Linked DNA regions of Mus musculus: region 2 is linked to region 1. A link is a contact called in public HiChIP or PLAC-seq data. All regions are on one chromosome and are shown on one strand. The core of a region is the stretch at or near the end of the contact, and the rest is flanking DNA. Distances in the headings are between cores, read along the strand shown. Region 1 overlaps Mdga1 (MAM domain containing glycosylphosphatidylinositol anchor 1). Region 2 overlaps Glo1 (glyoxalase 1).

Region 1 (7,394 bases), core at 2,165-4,664:
TGTGCATGTGTGCAAGCCAGAGAACGACTTGCCAGAGTTGGGTCTCTCCTTCTACCATGTGGGTCTCAGGGATCAAACCCAGGTTGATAGGTTGGGCAGCAAGTGCCTTTACTGTGGCGTTACCTAACCAGCCAGGGGTGGCAGTTTATCTTACTGATGAATAAGCATGCCTTAGAAATCCACACTTGAGAAACTTAGCATGCGTCGGAGCTGGGGTGAGCGCCCAGGCAGGGCTTCTGGCGTCTGTGCTCAGCCACCCACTATAGGAGGATGGCAGCAGATGACCAGAGGGTGATCTTTTGGAAGCGGGTCTCCTGACCGTGTAGAAGCCAGCTGACCTTGGCTGGTGAGTCACATGACCAGGCTGTACTATAATGAGTACCAAGAGTACTAAATACTCTAATAGTTATGAGTACTTCTTCCTCTGGCCCTTAATCAGTTTCTCTTGGTGGGCAACTCAACCCAGAGACCTTGGCAGGCCCCTCCCACCTTTGACATCTGCACACAGGGAAACCCAGGGAGACCAGAGAGAGCAGAAGGGATTTCTTAAAGGAGATAGACTTGATTCAGGGGGATCTGGAAAGGAGACTCTAGGGAAGAGAAGCTAGGCTGCCTGAGGAACCAGAGGAGGAGGTGGGCTCCTTTTGGGTCTTGGGGGGAGGAGGAGCAATGCTGTAGGCTCTGCCAGGTGAGGAACTAAACCCAGGGAAAAGTACAGCAAGCAGAAAAAACACAGAAGCCCCACAGTGCAGGAGACTAGGTGTCTCTCCCACAGTAGGTAAGAGGATTTCTCATGCTGGGGCAGTGATGGCGCACGCCTTTAATCCCAGCACTTGGGAGGCAGAGGCAGGCAGATTTCTGAGTTCGAGGCCAGCCTGGTCTACAGAGTGAGTTCCAGGACAGCCAGGGCTACACAGAGAATCCCTTTCTTGGAAAGACAAAACAAACAAACAAAAGGAGGCTTTCTCACAAGATCATCCTGACTCTAGGAAGGTCCAGGTTTGAGCTGAGGCCGGGGTCTGAGGGCCTCCTCCCCAAGGCCCAAGTCTAAAAAAAAGAGGGAATCTCTTCATCTTTGGGGGTGGGGAGAAGGCTGGAGGGCTTGGAAGCCTGGAAGTTTCTGATTGAGGGAAGGGGCCTGGGTCTGTTTCTGAATTTGGCTCATGGGTATGATGTCTGGAGCATGGAAGCCTTGTAAAAGCCTCTAGAGACAATTTAGACCTGGAGGGGGTGGGGGAAGAACCAACTGGCTCCAAAATAGGAAGAGCAAGGCGTGAAATGCAAGCCAAGAGCTGCACAAATGTTGGCAGGATACAAATCATAAACGAGATAACCGGACCTTCGCCTGGGTTGTATAGTTATTCCGGACCTTCGCCTGGGTTGTATAGTTATTTACAAATAGTCATTTTGTATTTAATTATAGTTAATGCTCAATACTTGACATTTAATGATAAAATGTTTGATGTGGGCAGAGACCCAAGGAGGTCTTCTAAAAACCCCTCCTTTTGGCAGTGTGTTGGGGCAGAGTGGGTTCAGCTGTGAATAATGGAACTCTAATTAATAGTGATTTAGCCACTGGGGTGTGGCTCACCAGCAGAGCCTCTGGCTTAGCATGTATAAGGCCCGGAGCTCCATCCTGAGCCTGCACACAAACTAAATGTGTGTTGTTTTGTCGTGTAGAAGTTGGCTGTGGAGCAGACTGGCTTAGGATGGCGGCTGGCCTCCACAAATTCCTCAGGATTCTAGGTGCCACCAGTTTGTTGTCACCTCTGCAATGGTGGCTCCACCAGAGGCCAGTGATCTGCATCCTGACCTGCAGGAAGACCTGAATTTTCTTAATATTACATTGGTCAGCGTTTATTCAGATGCATGCTGGGAAATGTAGTTTCTATTCTGAGTGGTGTGGGTCTTACTGAAACCAAGTATCCTTATTACTTTGGAAGAAGGGCTACAAGATGTTAGGAGATAGACAAACATTTCTTGCTGATTCTGTAGGCAAGAAAAGCTAAAGGGATGCTGGAGAGATGGCTCAAGGCTCCCAGCATCCAGGTTAGAAATCCAGGGTGGCTCACTATGCCCTCTAACGAAAGTTCCGGGATCCGGTGCCCTCTTTTGGCCTCCTTGGGCCATGCATGCATATGTGGATACACATGCATATACACATAAATAAATATAAAAATACTTCTGTAAGAAAAGCTGAGGGGCTGGGAAGGAGAAATTAAAAGCACTTGAGAGTCTGAAACAGAACAAATTCAAAGCTAGCCTCTGCTACATAGCAAGTTCAAGGCCAGCCTGGATGGGCAACAGGTCAGAGACCACGGACCCTAACTCGGTCCACCCCTCTCCACCCTCCTCCAGTACCACCCACCATCAGTGTGCCCAAGGGCCGAGCAGTGGTGACAGTGAGGGAGGGCTCTCCTGCTGAGCTCCAGTGCGAAGTTCGTGGCAAGCCCCGGCCTCCAGTGCTATGGTCTCGGGTGGACAAGGAGGCCGCCCTTCTGCCCTCGGGGCTGGCCCTGGAGGAGACTCCGGATGGGAAGCTGCGGCTGGAGAGTGTGAGCCGCGACATGAGCGGCACCTACCGCTGCCAGACAGCTCGCTACAATGGCTTCAACGTACGACCCCGGGAGGCTCAGGTGCAGCTGACAGTGCACTGTGAGTCCCCTCCCCAGACATTCAACCTATGCCAACCCCACCCCTCCTCCTACTGTGTGCACACCACCTAAAAACTCCTTGACATCCTTTCCACCAAAGCACAGGGAAGTAATTTGCTTCAGTTTGCACAGCAAGGCTGGGATTTGAACCAGTTTTCTAGTCAATGCTCCAAGCTCACAGGCTTTGCGGTCTTTCATTATGTGTTGGTCAAGGGGACCCACTGATGCACGACCAGAGGCCCAGAGGCCCAGAGGCCTATTGGCCCAGTCTAGGAAGGATGGCTGGAGTGAATGGCCCGCAGTCTGAGTGTGGGGGTGTTGTATGAGTGAGTTTCAAGTAGGCACCGACCCTGAGCTCCTCCCAGGCCAAGGTCACGGGACAGGGGGACAAATGAGCTGCTTCCTCCATGGTCCTACTGACGGTAGTCCCGGTCCCCAGTTCCTCCAGAGGTGGAGCCCAGTTCCCAGGACGTGCGCCAGGCGCTGGGCCGGCCTGTGCTCCTGCGCTGCTCGCTTCTGCGTGGCAGTCCTCAGCGCATCGCCTCGGCCGTGTGGCGCTTCAAAGGACAGCTGCTGCCCCCACCGCCTGTTCTCCCCGCCGCTGCTGTGGAGACCCCCGATCACGCCGAGCTGCGCCTGGACGCCCTGACCCGTGACAGCAGCGGCAACTACGAGTGCAGCGTCTCCAACGACGTGGGCTCAGCCACCTGCCTCTTCCAGGTCTCCGGTGAGCGTCCGGTCAGCTCCACCCCCGCCTGCTCGCCCATACCCTCCTGGGACCAGGCTCCGTCATCCACCCCAACCTCTCCCCGTACCCCTCCCCCTGCCTGGGCTGCTCTTTCCTTCTAGCTCCTGCAGTCTTTAGGCATTTGTCTTTTCTAAGACTTTTTTCCTCCTCTTGAAGGCCCGCCCCCTTAAGACCACGCCCTTCTACCCCAGTTCCTGGTTTCTCCCTACCATTGACTGTTCAGTTCCTTTCTTTGGCCTCTTACGGCCACGCCCCCTTTCAAATGCACCAGGGTAGGTTTGGCCGGCTCTGTGCTTCTGTCCCTTCAGCCCCGCCCATAATCAAAATCTGGGCCCAGTCCCATCTCAGCCAGAACTCAAAGTCTTTCCTCCATGGTCCTTGGCCTCAGAGGGTGCGAATGGGTAAAACCATTGGGTACCCAGCTTGTAGCTTGGAGGGAAGAAGATGCCCCTGAACAGCTGATTGAGGCTGGACTAGGCAGAACATAATCTCCTCCTCACTCATCCCTCCACCCCCAACCTTTCCCCAGTTGCCACCCTAGAGGTAGCAGTGCACCCTCAGGGACCTGACTCCCTGATGCCTGAAACCCCCGGCTTTCACAGCAGCCCCCAAAAAGCACGGGGTGAATCCTTCAATTCTTGCATTCCTCCACCTCCTCAATAGCAGGAGAGAAGGCTGCAGGTCACTGGCCCCCTTCCAGGCCTCTCCCCACCCACTCAGCTTTGCCAGCCAGAGGCCCCTGTGACATTTCCCACCTCCCCCGTCCTCCCTCCCTGTTCCCCCATTTTTCCTATCTCCCAACCTTTTGACCTCCACCTATCATTTCTTTCTTCCCTCTCTATATGCCCGGCCCTCGTCTTTACCAATCTTTCTGTTTTCTTCCTTGGCCTTTCCTCTTTCTATCCTCACCAACATCCCCCCTTTTGGGACTTACAATCTGCCCCCTCCATCTCCGCCCCCTCCCCCACCCCCACCCACCTTCATCATCCCCTCTCCTTCCAACACCAACTCTCCTCACGACACCCCTTTCTCTTTGTTGCCTCCACCTCTGTTCCTCTTTCCCACGGCTCCTCTCTCTGTGTCTCTCCCACCCCACCCTACCCCATCCCCACCTTCCATGGCCCCATGCCCCCCTCCCTGCCCTCTCAGCCAAAGCCTACAGCCCGGAGTTTTACTTCGACACCCCCAACCCCACCCGCAGCCACAAGCTGTCCAAGAATTACTCCTATGTGCTACAGTGGACACAGAGAGAGCCCGATGCTGTGGACCCCGTGCTCAACTACAGACTCAGCATCCGACAGGTGTGCCTGGCATGACACGTGCACAATGGAGCATGGAATGTGCGGGGGCAATGGGGGTGGAATAGGGACAGGGAGGAGTTCCCAGACACCGGCCGGCCCCTTCTGTCTTGACAATTTTTCTGAGTCCAGATATAGTGGCCAGAGCTACGAGCCTCTGAACACCTGTATCCTCCTTACTGGACACAGCTGAGAAGCAGACATAAGACAGCTGGGCTCAGGGCAAGGCCAGTTTGATTCACAGAATGGACATCGACTCTGGTGTCCAGGGCTGAGGTGGGGGACTCTGTGATACAAAACCTCAGTCTGTGAGCCACCCTCATGCCTGCCTCATCGATGAGGTCCTGATCTGGCCAAGAGGCAGTAGTGGGGGTCAGGAAGGGGGAGACTGTGGCCCTTGAGAACAGGGCTTAGGTGGGGGCAGAGCCAGCTGCTAAAGCAACTGAGAAAGTTAACAGCTCTTTTGACCCTCATTTGCTTATCAGTGAAGTGGGACAATGTTATTATTTCAAGATGAGGGTTGTTTTTGAATATTAGATGAATTGATGCTGCCTAAGCACTTTATAGTGCCCAGGACACACTAATTGTCCCATGCCTGTTCCTATAGTATGCTATTATATATTATTGTTAGCATAGAGACAGGCCTGGGACAGGGCCTGGGACAGCAAAGTATTGTGTCTCAAAGATGGGGAAACCAAAGGCCTGCTGTCCCAGACCTTTGCTCCTTCCACTCTCCTGAAGCATTCCAGGGCCTGGGCTCCCCCTCCAGTGGAGGCTGTGGCCTTTTGGGCATCTGGGAACACCCCTGTATCCACAGTTGAACCAGCACAATGCCATGGTCAAGGCCATCCCCGTTCGTCGTGTGGAGAAGGGACAGCTGCTGGAGTATATCTTGACTGACCTCCGAGTACCCCACAGCTATGAGATCCGCCTCACACCCTACACCACCTTTGGGGCTGGTGACATGGCTTCCCGCATCATCCACTACACAGAGCGTAGGTGATGGCGGTGGCAGGGGGAGTGGGCCCATCCCATAAACCCTTTCTACACAGCCTTCGAACTGGGAGCACCCCACTGTTCACACTTACCTGTCCCTGTGGGCCAGGCCCACTGGTCCCCAGTCCTGGCCCCAAAGATCCCCTCCCCCTCCTCCTCCCACACCCCCACCCTCTGCTCCCCAGCCTGGGCACTCTTTGTTCTGACTTGGTTCCCTTGCTTGCTTTTCAGCTATCAACTTGCCCAGCCTGTCAGGTGAGACCCCAGTCCTTAACTTCCCTTCCTCTTTAGGGACACAGAGCCTAAAGTGGGACTTAGGAACCTGAAGAGATACCCAGAGAGAAACATTATTTCTTCCTGTGTTTCCATAGAAAATGCCAGCAACAGAGGATGGCCTAGAGACACTTGCAACCATAGTTTATTCCAGGGCTTAAAGACTACACGTTGGTGGGGGCACTGTCCGTCAAAGTAATGGAAAAGTCCAGGCTGTCCTAAGGTCCTCTGTTTCTGCAATGGAATTCCCTAAACAGAAAGCAGCTTGGGGGAGAAAGGGAGTAGGGTTGTAATCTGTGATGCTGGGCAGGCGGGCGCCTGCAAGGGTCCTCTGGATAGAAGGCAAGGGGTGTCTGAATCTGAAGAGGCACGCCATTATTTCTGACAGAGATTTAACATGTTCTCTAATGATGAACGCAGACAACAAACCACGCTAGAATAATCATCAGTACCTGTTACCCTGTCATCCGCACATAGCCCGCATTTCCCCGTCGCCTTATAGCTGTTGCAGACATCTGCAAATGTCACTTTTATTCATTAGCATTTCAGAACCACGGTGGTTATTAGACCTCATGCTAGATGTTGCGATTTAATTACATAATAAAGGAGCCCCTGTTATTATATAACAGATTACAAGACTATTTTGACAACTGTATTTCAATTTAATTGATTTCCTTTGAAGCTCCTGTGCATTTTATTGTATATGCCTAGAACCATTACTCTGGAAGGAAGTCTTAAATAGGCAGAGTCCTGTTCTGGAATAAATTTGTCCTGGACGCCACCGCCTGGTCTTCCTGGCCCTGAAGCCCAGGACCTGTTTGTTTAGAGTATTTAAAGTTGGCTTAGGGATGTTAAGGGGGAGGGAGGGTAAGGATAGACCAGAAAGGCTGAAGCTGAACCTCATTGTGTCACCCACCCCACCCCCTGTGTCCTCCACGCAGACAACACCTGTCACTTTGAGGATGAGAAAATCTGCGGCTACACCCAGGATCTGACAGACAACTTTGACTGGACGCGGCAGAATGCTCTTACCCAGAACCCCAAGCGCTCTCCTAATACTGGGCCCCCTACTGACATCAGTGGCACCCCTGAAGGTGAGGGGGTGGCCTATTGTTAAGAATAGCCGGTGGCCTCTGGGAGGAGTTTTGGTCTGTAGACCCCTAGTCTGAGAGAGGTGGGAGAGACACAGGCAATCCCCAGGAGACAGAGCTTTGGCCTGATTGGACAAATTATAGAGCAGCTGAACTCTGAATTAAGCCCTGCAAGGCTCTTTGATTTGCCTCAGGGAGGTTGGGCTTCACCAGCTAAGCTAGGTCTGAAGGGAGGAAATGAGCTGTGCAGAGGCTGGGGCAGAGGAGGATGGCTCCTAGTGTAACACACACCCCACCCCCACCTCCTCTGCAGGCTATTACATGTTCATTGAGA
Region 2 (7,394 bases), core at 2,236-4,735, 760 kb before region 1:
ACTGGTCAGTCAATTCCAGGCCAGCTAGGGTTACACACTGACACTGTCTCTGAGGTCAGAGGTGAGTGAAAGACTGGGTAGCCACTAAGGGTACCCTGTTGCCAGCCTCTTACCTCTGCATGCATACTCCCTTGCCTGCACACACAACTCTACGTGCTTGGTCTTGAGTATGAACAGAGTCATCTTTGAGCATAATTAATCCTCAATGTCCTAAAAAAAGATGTTATATATATTGTTCTACTTGCGTGTGATCTTACAATCTCTAAGCTGACTGATAAGCTAACCTCACTAATTGTTTGGAAAACCTCGGGATTTTTCTTCACTTCCCGCCTGGCTTCTCTTGTCCAGGAGATTCTCTCTTGTCCTCTGACCCCTTGCTTGTGCAGAGTCACTTTCTCTGCATCAGATATGCACAGACCGTGCCGCTGAAGGTGGTTTTGCTTGCTCCCCTCCTCCCTCCTCCCTCCCCTGCTTCACCTGCTCGGCCATGTTGAAGCCGCCCCCAGAGGACCTTTCCGTGTCCCGTGACCTTTTCCGCGAGGTCTTAATCCTGTTTCACCTTTCTGTGGTGTTCTCGGCTTTAACTGCCTGTTGTTGACATTCACGTTTTTTGTGAGACCCACCTGGCCTTCTCTCCTGTCACCTACCCTGTTTGCTTTCCATGGGTTTAGTTGAAAGAATGACAGGGAGAGGCGCTGCAGTATTCACCGAGACAAAGCCTTACAATACCTTCCCTGTTTATAAACAAGCACTGAGATTCAGCTAAATTTCACTAAACTTGAATAATGAGAGCTGATTGTGCAGGGTCACCCCTGGAGTCCCAGCACTTGGAAGCCAAGGCCTGGGACAAGTTGGGAGTTCCAAGTGCTATCTAGGGAGTTTAGGCTCTCCTTGGCTACACAGTAGGATTACGTGTCACAAAACATTTAAAAACAATGAGTGACACAGACCCCTGTCCTGCACAGCTTGGTACTGGAACCCTGACCAGGTGCAGTGAGGGAGTGAGTTAAGAGCAGACTCTAGAGAACCAGATACCTGGGCACAGGAAAGCTGGGGTCGGTCAGCTGGTCTGTGAGCAGCGATGGAGTGCTAGCAGCCACAGCAGCAACCTGGAGCTTTGGTGTGTTTGTTATGTCGGTTCAGGGTGGACTAGCCTCCGGAGGAGGTGTTTGGAGGCTAGCAGTTCCAGGTGGGGAGGAAGCTGCAGTTGCTAGCTCTTGCACATATGCGCCTATAGTTTGTAAACACTCCTATGTGTAGACACTGTTAGCTTATCACTGTGGGGTGTGTCAGGGGCTCGCTCTTCCCGTGGCTCTGAGCGTTGGTCCTTCCATGACAGACACGGCCATGTCAGCAGTATACGTTCCCTCAAGACTTCATGCACTTGGCTGTCAAGGCTTCCTTGGCTCTCTACTTAGAACCTTTTATTTTATTTTAGTCAAGTGTGTGCACGCTTGGGAACTAAGCACTTCGGTTTTTGAGACAGGGTCCCTCACTGGTTTCCTTCTAAGTTTGATGGCCAGCAAACCCCAGGGCTGTGTCTGTCTCAGCCCCTCCCCAAGGCTGCTCTTGTGAGCGCACGCCATCATGTGTGGCTAGGTCATGGGTGCTAGGGCTCAGACTCAGGCCTTCACGTTTGCATGGTAAGCACTTAGAGATGGAGCCAGCCATAAAGGAGATCTTTTCCCCTGGTTTTTGCCCAGGCTATCACCTGTAGCCCTCGTTCCTAGTGGAGCTTACATGTTACTCCGAGCTCAGCCTGGGTCAGCCTGTGTTGTTGTCAATGACCCTGGCTTTTCTTCTGATTCCAGCCTCCTGCAGAAGCTTGACTTCCCTGCTATGAAGTTCTCGCTCTACTTCTTAGCTTATGAGGATAAGAACGATATCCCCAAGGACAAGTCCGAGAAGACAGCATGGACGTTTTCCAGAAAAGCCACCCTTGAGCTCACGCAGTGCGTACACGCTTTTTGTCTCTTTATGGAGCCTAGCTTTGTAAAGGTATTTTAAATAAATGTTTTTGTGCTCACCTGTCTAAATCAGTTATAATCAATTAATTTGTTTATTTAGGTTTTGGGAGACAGGGTTTCTCTGTGTAGCCCTGGCTGTCCTGGATGGAACTCACTCTGTAGACCAGGCTGGCCTCAAACTCAAAGAGATCTGCCTGCCTCTGCCTCCCGAGTGCTGGGGTTAAAGGCCTGTGCTACCACTGCCTGGTAATTTTCAATATTTTTAAGTGTGGACATTTGAGTCTTTGTGTTACTCTTATGGTATCCATAAGACAAAGAGAACATTTTTCTTTTAGAGAATAAGACTCCATGTGGCAAAATATTTGCCAGATTATAGCTTATTAATTTTATAATTTAAAGATTCTTCTAAAAACCTTCTGATATTCACATTTGTGTCCTCTTGTTATCTTGGTATCTTTCGGATACAAAAATGTTATAGAATATGTTCCTTTTAAAGAGCTAGCACATCATTTTATAATAACTAACATTCCAATTTTAAGTTATTTTTATACCCTCAGCATTCAAATGTACAGAATTAAGGATTGCCCGAATTTCTTTTGATTTCACTACATTGGCAGGTTTTGGGGTGTTTTGTTCTTGTATTTTTTTAGGGACTAACAAAAGAGCCTTTGTTGCAGTATGCCTGTGTTAGTATGTATCCCTAAGTGGACCTCTCAAATCTAAAATGGAAATACTTGATGACATATCTAGAATGTGTCAGCTGCTGTGATTTTTATTGGTGCTCTTCTTATCCAGGTGCCTGAGTTTGAGTATCTTTTTAACCTAGCTACAGTCGTCTTTGCCAGCTTGCCCTTTGTACAGGTGAAAACACATTTGAAGTAAAGTAGCGGACATACAGAATACAGCTCTGGGGATACTCCTCATAGGCTGTTCGCAGGTCAGAACTGTGAGTTACTGTCTTAAGGCAAGGATCTTTCTCTAAAAGAACAGAACCATTCAAATGTCCATATAGAATAGAAGGAGATCTATTAGATCGGCTTCCATGGAAGGGGCTCGGTAGTCCCAGCAGTGGCTGCCTGAACTCAGGAAGAAGCAGAGAGCCCAGCTCCATCCACAGAGGTGGCTGCGTAGGCAGTCCCAAGCCAGGGTCCACGGCCTGCAGTTCCCTGGAGAAGCACTGCTATTAAGTCCACCGCAGAAGGCCAGCAAGCTGGAGTCTCTTAGCAGCAATAGATGCAGTGTTGTAAGCCAGCCCGCGGCCTACATGAACCGGGTATTTCTGGAAGGCAGGCCGGGGCTGAAAGAGACTTAGACTGTAAGAAAAGATAATGAAGGAAGCCAAGACAAAAATTTCTCTGATCAAGGTTTACTAAGAGAGTGTGCTTATAAGGGGGAAGACCCATCCTCCCGCCCCCAGTCCATTCTTGATGTCTGGAGCCAGCCTGTAGGAGATATGTAGGATAGGACGTGCCTCCGGAATATCTCTGGGGCCTCTCAGCAGGTAGCAGTGTCTTGGAGGAGAGCAGAGGCAGGTGACAGAACAATAGAGCCATCTAGGTCGGAAGGCTCCACCCCAGGTAGTCTCACTCTCAGAGGCAGCAAGGTTTGCATCAGTCTGCTTCAGGCTGGGGGAGGCTACAATGCAGGACAGTTGGAAGGCATTACCCACTTTGACAGTGGGACTTCCTCTCTGGAAATTCACTCGAAAATTTAAATTAATTAATCAAATTATTATAATTCATCATTATTATTAACCAGTACAGATGGATCATTGTGGTTAATAACATATTAATCATTAGTAAAATTAATAAATTAATTAAAATTGATTTAGACTAGTGAGCACAAAAGGTTATTTAAAATACATTTAAAAAGCTGAGGTGTGTGTACTAGGTTGTCTCTAAGTCCCTCAAGCTGACCATGTCTGCCAGCCGTCACTCTAAGTCCCCCAAGCTGACTATGTCTGCCAGCCATCACCCTAAGTCCCCCAAGCTGACCATGTCGACCAGTCGTCATTCTTAATTCCCCCAAGCTAACCATGTCTGCCAGCCGTCACCCTAAGTCCTCCAAGCTGACATGTTGACCAGCCTTCACTCTAAATCCCCCAAGCTGACATGTTGACCAGCTGTCACAGTGTTCTCCTTTCCTCTGTAGCAACTGGGGCACTGAAGATGACGAGACTCAGAGTTACCACAACGGCAACTCGGACCCTCGTGGATTTGGTACGTCTGCCTCATTGTATTTGATGATTGTGTGTGCATGTGCGTGTGCGTGCGTGTGTGTGTGTGTGTGATTTTGCATGGTGTACATATTTATGGATACATAAAACTTTAGATATGAATGACCTAATTTTCTTTCTTTTTTTTTTTCCCCCTTCGAGACAGGGTTTCTCTGTGTAGTCCTGGAACTTACTCTGTAGACCAGTCTGGCCTCAAACTCAGAAACTCGCCTGCCTCTGCCTCCCAAGTGCTGGGATTAGAGGCGTGCACCACCGCCACCACCACCCGGCTGAATGATCTAATTTTCAAGTATAGCTTATTAGGGACGTGGATATTTTTATATCTTGCCAATCTTATTTAGCAGCTATGTTGGTATTAGTCTAAACATCGTGTTTACTTTCTTATAATATTATACAGTAAAACCACAGTATTATACTTCCAGTAAACCTTATTGTAGGGACAGGGTTAGAGCCCAAGGCCTTTAACATGCCGGGCAGGCTTTCTGCCACTAGACTGTACCTCCATCTCCCTCTCAGAGAGCATTTGGTTAAAAACAATGGGAACTGTGGTCAGTCATTTTTTGGTAGTGTCTTGTCAAGGGACAGAGAGACGGTGCAGTGGTTAAGAACGCTTGCTGTTCTTGTAGCAGACCCGTGCTTGGTTCCCAGCACCCACACTGTGGTTTGCAACCATCCAGGATTCTAGTTCCAGAGAATCTGATGGCCTCTTCTGACCCTGTCAGACATCAGCACACACATAGTGCATATATGTATACACAGGCAAAATACTCATTACACACAGAATACATCTAAAATATGCATCCTGTCAAGATGGCACAATAAAACTTCGATTGGGTAATGTAGTGAATGCTAACAGTTAACCCAAAACACGAATAAGTAACTTTTTTCTTATAGATTATTCTAAACAGGTTAAGCTATACATTATCCAGAACTGACTTTTTTTTTTTTTTTTTTTTTGGTTTTTCAAGACAGGGTTTCTCTGTATAGCCCTGGCTGTCCTGGAACTCACTTGTAGACCAGGCTGGCCTTGAACTCAGAAATCAGCCTGCCTCTGCCTCCCGAGTGCTGGGACTAAAGGTGTGCGCCACCACGCCCAGCCCCAGAACTGATTTATTTGAACTGACTTATTTAAAATAACAATGCAGAGCAACTATTTCACTGTAACCAGCTAGTCAGACTGTGGTTAAAGTACATAGATTTTGAACCAGTTAAATCTGTTTTCAAGGGCCTTGTGTTTTGAAGTAAGCTGTGGAAGCCATTTGAGACACTCTTGTAACATTTCTTCCCGTGCTCTGTTTCTTTTTTGGGAATGCCATCACCAAAGGTCACATTGGGATTGCCGTTCCTGATGTCTACAGTGCCTGTAAGAGATTTGAAGAACTAGGTGTCAAGTTTGTGAAGAAGCCTGATGACGGTGAGTATTTGCTAGTATTTTTATTGTGCACCACCGCACTCGGTTGAGACAGCTCAGTGTGAGACAACCCATGAGCTGGAACAGTTAAGTAGATCATTGGTAGAGCCCTTGCCTAGCATGTTCTGGGGTCTTGGGGACAGCCCCCAGCACCAAAAAAATAAACAAAAGGTCCCAGACCAACCAACCAACCACACAAAAACCCAGAGAGAAATAAATGAAACATTTTAATAAAATTGTTTCAAGTAAATCACTTGCTATGGGATCTTTTCAGTGAGGAAGCAGCTTGCCCTCCATTCAGATCAGCTGCTGGTACCTGACCTGGTTTCCTGGATTGTTGTCTTTTTCTTTGGTCTTCACATTTTTTTTCAAAGATAATATAGTGCGGTTCTTTGAGCCTCCTTTCCTCCATTTCTCCCTTGAAGCATCTTTCACATTTCCCCGTCTTAGCATCTCCACCGGGACCCTTTCCTAAAGTTTTGTGAGGATTGATTTCTGAGACTGATGAATGCAAACCAGGCACAGATAGATGCGTTCTGCTGAGGATACCAGGTTTGTTTCCCCTCACTCTTGAAAACACGGAATCCTTGATAAATCTGCCGTCAGGATGCTGATATTCCTTTGCACTTTATTTTTTTTTTTTTCTGGAGACTTTTGGCTTACCAGTTACTTACCAGTTACTTTCCCCCCTCAAATGTATCTATTCTGAGTTTTCTTTGTGTCTGTGTGTGATGCGCATGAGCAGGCCTCTTCCCTTGTATTCTCTACATTGACAGGGCGCTGTTTTCCCCTGATTTGTAGGGTCATTGCTACTGTTCTCATCCCTTGGCTCCCTAACATTTTCCTGGGCTTAGTTAACACTGTGATAGTTCATAGTGCTCATCACATCTATATATTCTAGTAGCCCTTTGCCCACTGTCCTAATATTTCATGGATAATTCAAATAATCCACTGTTTTGTTTTTGTCTTTAAATATGTGATTATGCTCAATTGTATATTTAATTATGTTCTTGGATTAGTTAGTTTTGCCTCTGAGCTATTTTTTCCAACAACTGTAAGCTGCTGTAATCCACCAGGCCACATGACTGGCAGAAGAGAATAGTCCCCAAGGATTCCCCTGATTTCAGGAAGACAGGCTGGATGAGCCCTGGGCTGGGTTTCCTGCCTACTGGAAATGACAACTCTTCTCAACAGAGGCTTTTCCCCCTCAGCGCAAAGCAGCCTTTGTAGGAGACAGGTCTGCTGTCTTCATCCCTGGCCTTGGATGTGTGGGTGGGGGAGGGGGTGGGGGTGGAGGGATACCGAAGTTAGCAGGTTTATTCCTTCTGGTTTCCTCATTAGACAAGCATTGTGTCCCCCTTGACTCTTGAGGGCGCCTGGCAGTCAGTAGCAGAGGTCCTTCCAGTGTGAGGGCTGGCTCTGATTACCTTGGGGGCGGGGCAGAAACAAACATCTTGTTTATTCTCGCTCAGCCACACGTTCAGAGCTCCTGTTCTGACTCTAAACTACCCTCTGTCTGGATCAGGTTAAATCAGCAGGCCATGCTCACCCGTTCCTCCTCAGCCGTCTTCCTGGAGATTGCTTCACTGTTTCTCTGTTTTGCCCTGATCTGTATTCCTTGACCTTGGGGTCAGGAGGCAGAAACAAGAGTCAAATGAGTTCAGCATCTTAGTCTCCAAATAAATCAATCTCTCAGGGCACATCCATACGTCTAAGTGAACAACTCCATCTTGGTTACAATCCCCAGGAGCCACAGTCTGATTGACAGGGCTTAGGTTAC

Evidence for each region. HiChIP or PLAC-seq counts read pairs in DNA pulled down with a chosen protein or histone mark.
Region 2: an H3K27ac HiChIP or PLAC-seq map of embryonic stem cells shows a contact between it and region 1, with 4 times the contacts expected there. The contact joins two enhancer-like sites. A contact is called at or near these places in 3 of 115 datasets of contacts at active chromatin or transcription factors (all in embryonic stem cells) and 1 of 9 other capture datasets (embryonic stem cells).

What each region holds. Positions count from the first base shown.
Region 1 is chr17:29,838,106-29,845,499 of GRCm38.p6, reverse strand. Mdga1 (MAM domain containing glycosylphosphatidylinositol anchor 1) reads left to right here. Exons shown (of 17, transcript NM_001368423.1): 8 at 2,359-2,655; 9 at 3,094-3,381; 10 at 4,552-4,703; 11 at 5,518-5,695; 12 at 5,928-5,951; 13 at 6,911-7,063; 14 at 7,374-7,394. Among named protein-coding and RNA genes, the nearest start is that of Mdga1, 47 kb to the left of the region's middle. Within about 2 kb of position 3,414, at least 123 of the 459 cell types and tissues checked have an H3K27ac peak or open chromatin away from gene starts, as enhancers often do. A contact at or near this core is called in embryonic stem cells, where this site is marked.
Region 2 is chr17:30,594,597-30,601,990 of GRCm38.p6, reverse strand. Glo1 (glyoxalase 1) reads left to right here. Exons shown (of 6, transcript NM_025374.3): 3 at 1,812-1,952; 4 at 4,119-4,186; 5 at 5,528-5,617. Among named protein-coding and RNA genes, the nearest start is that of Glo1, 14 kb to the left of the region's middle. Within about 2 kb of position 3,485, at least 19 of the 459 cell types and tissues checked have an H3K27ac peak or open chromatin away from gene starts, as enhancers often do. A contact at or near this core is called in embryonic stem cells, where this site is marked.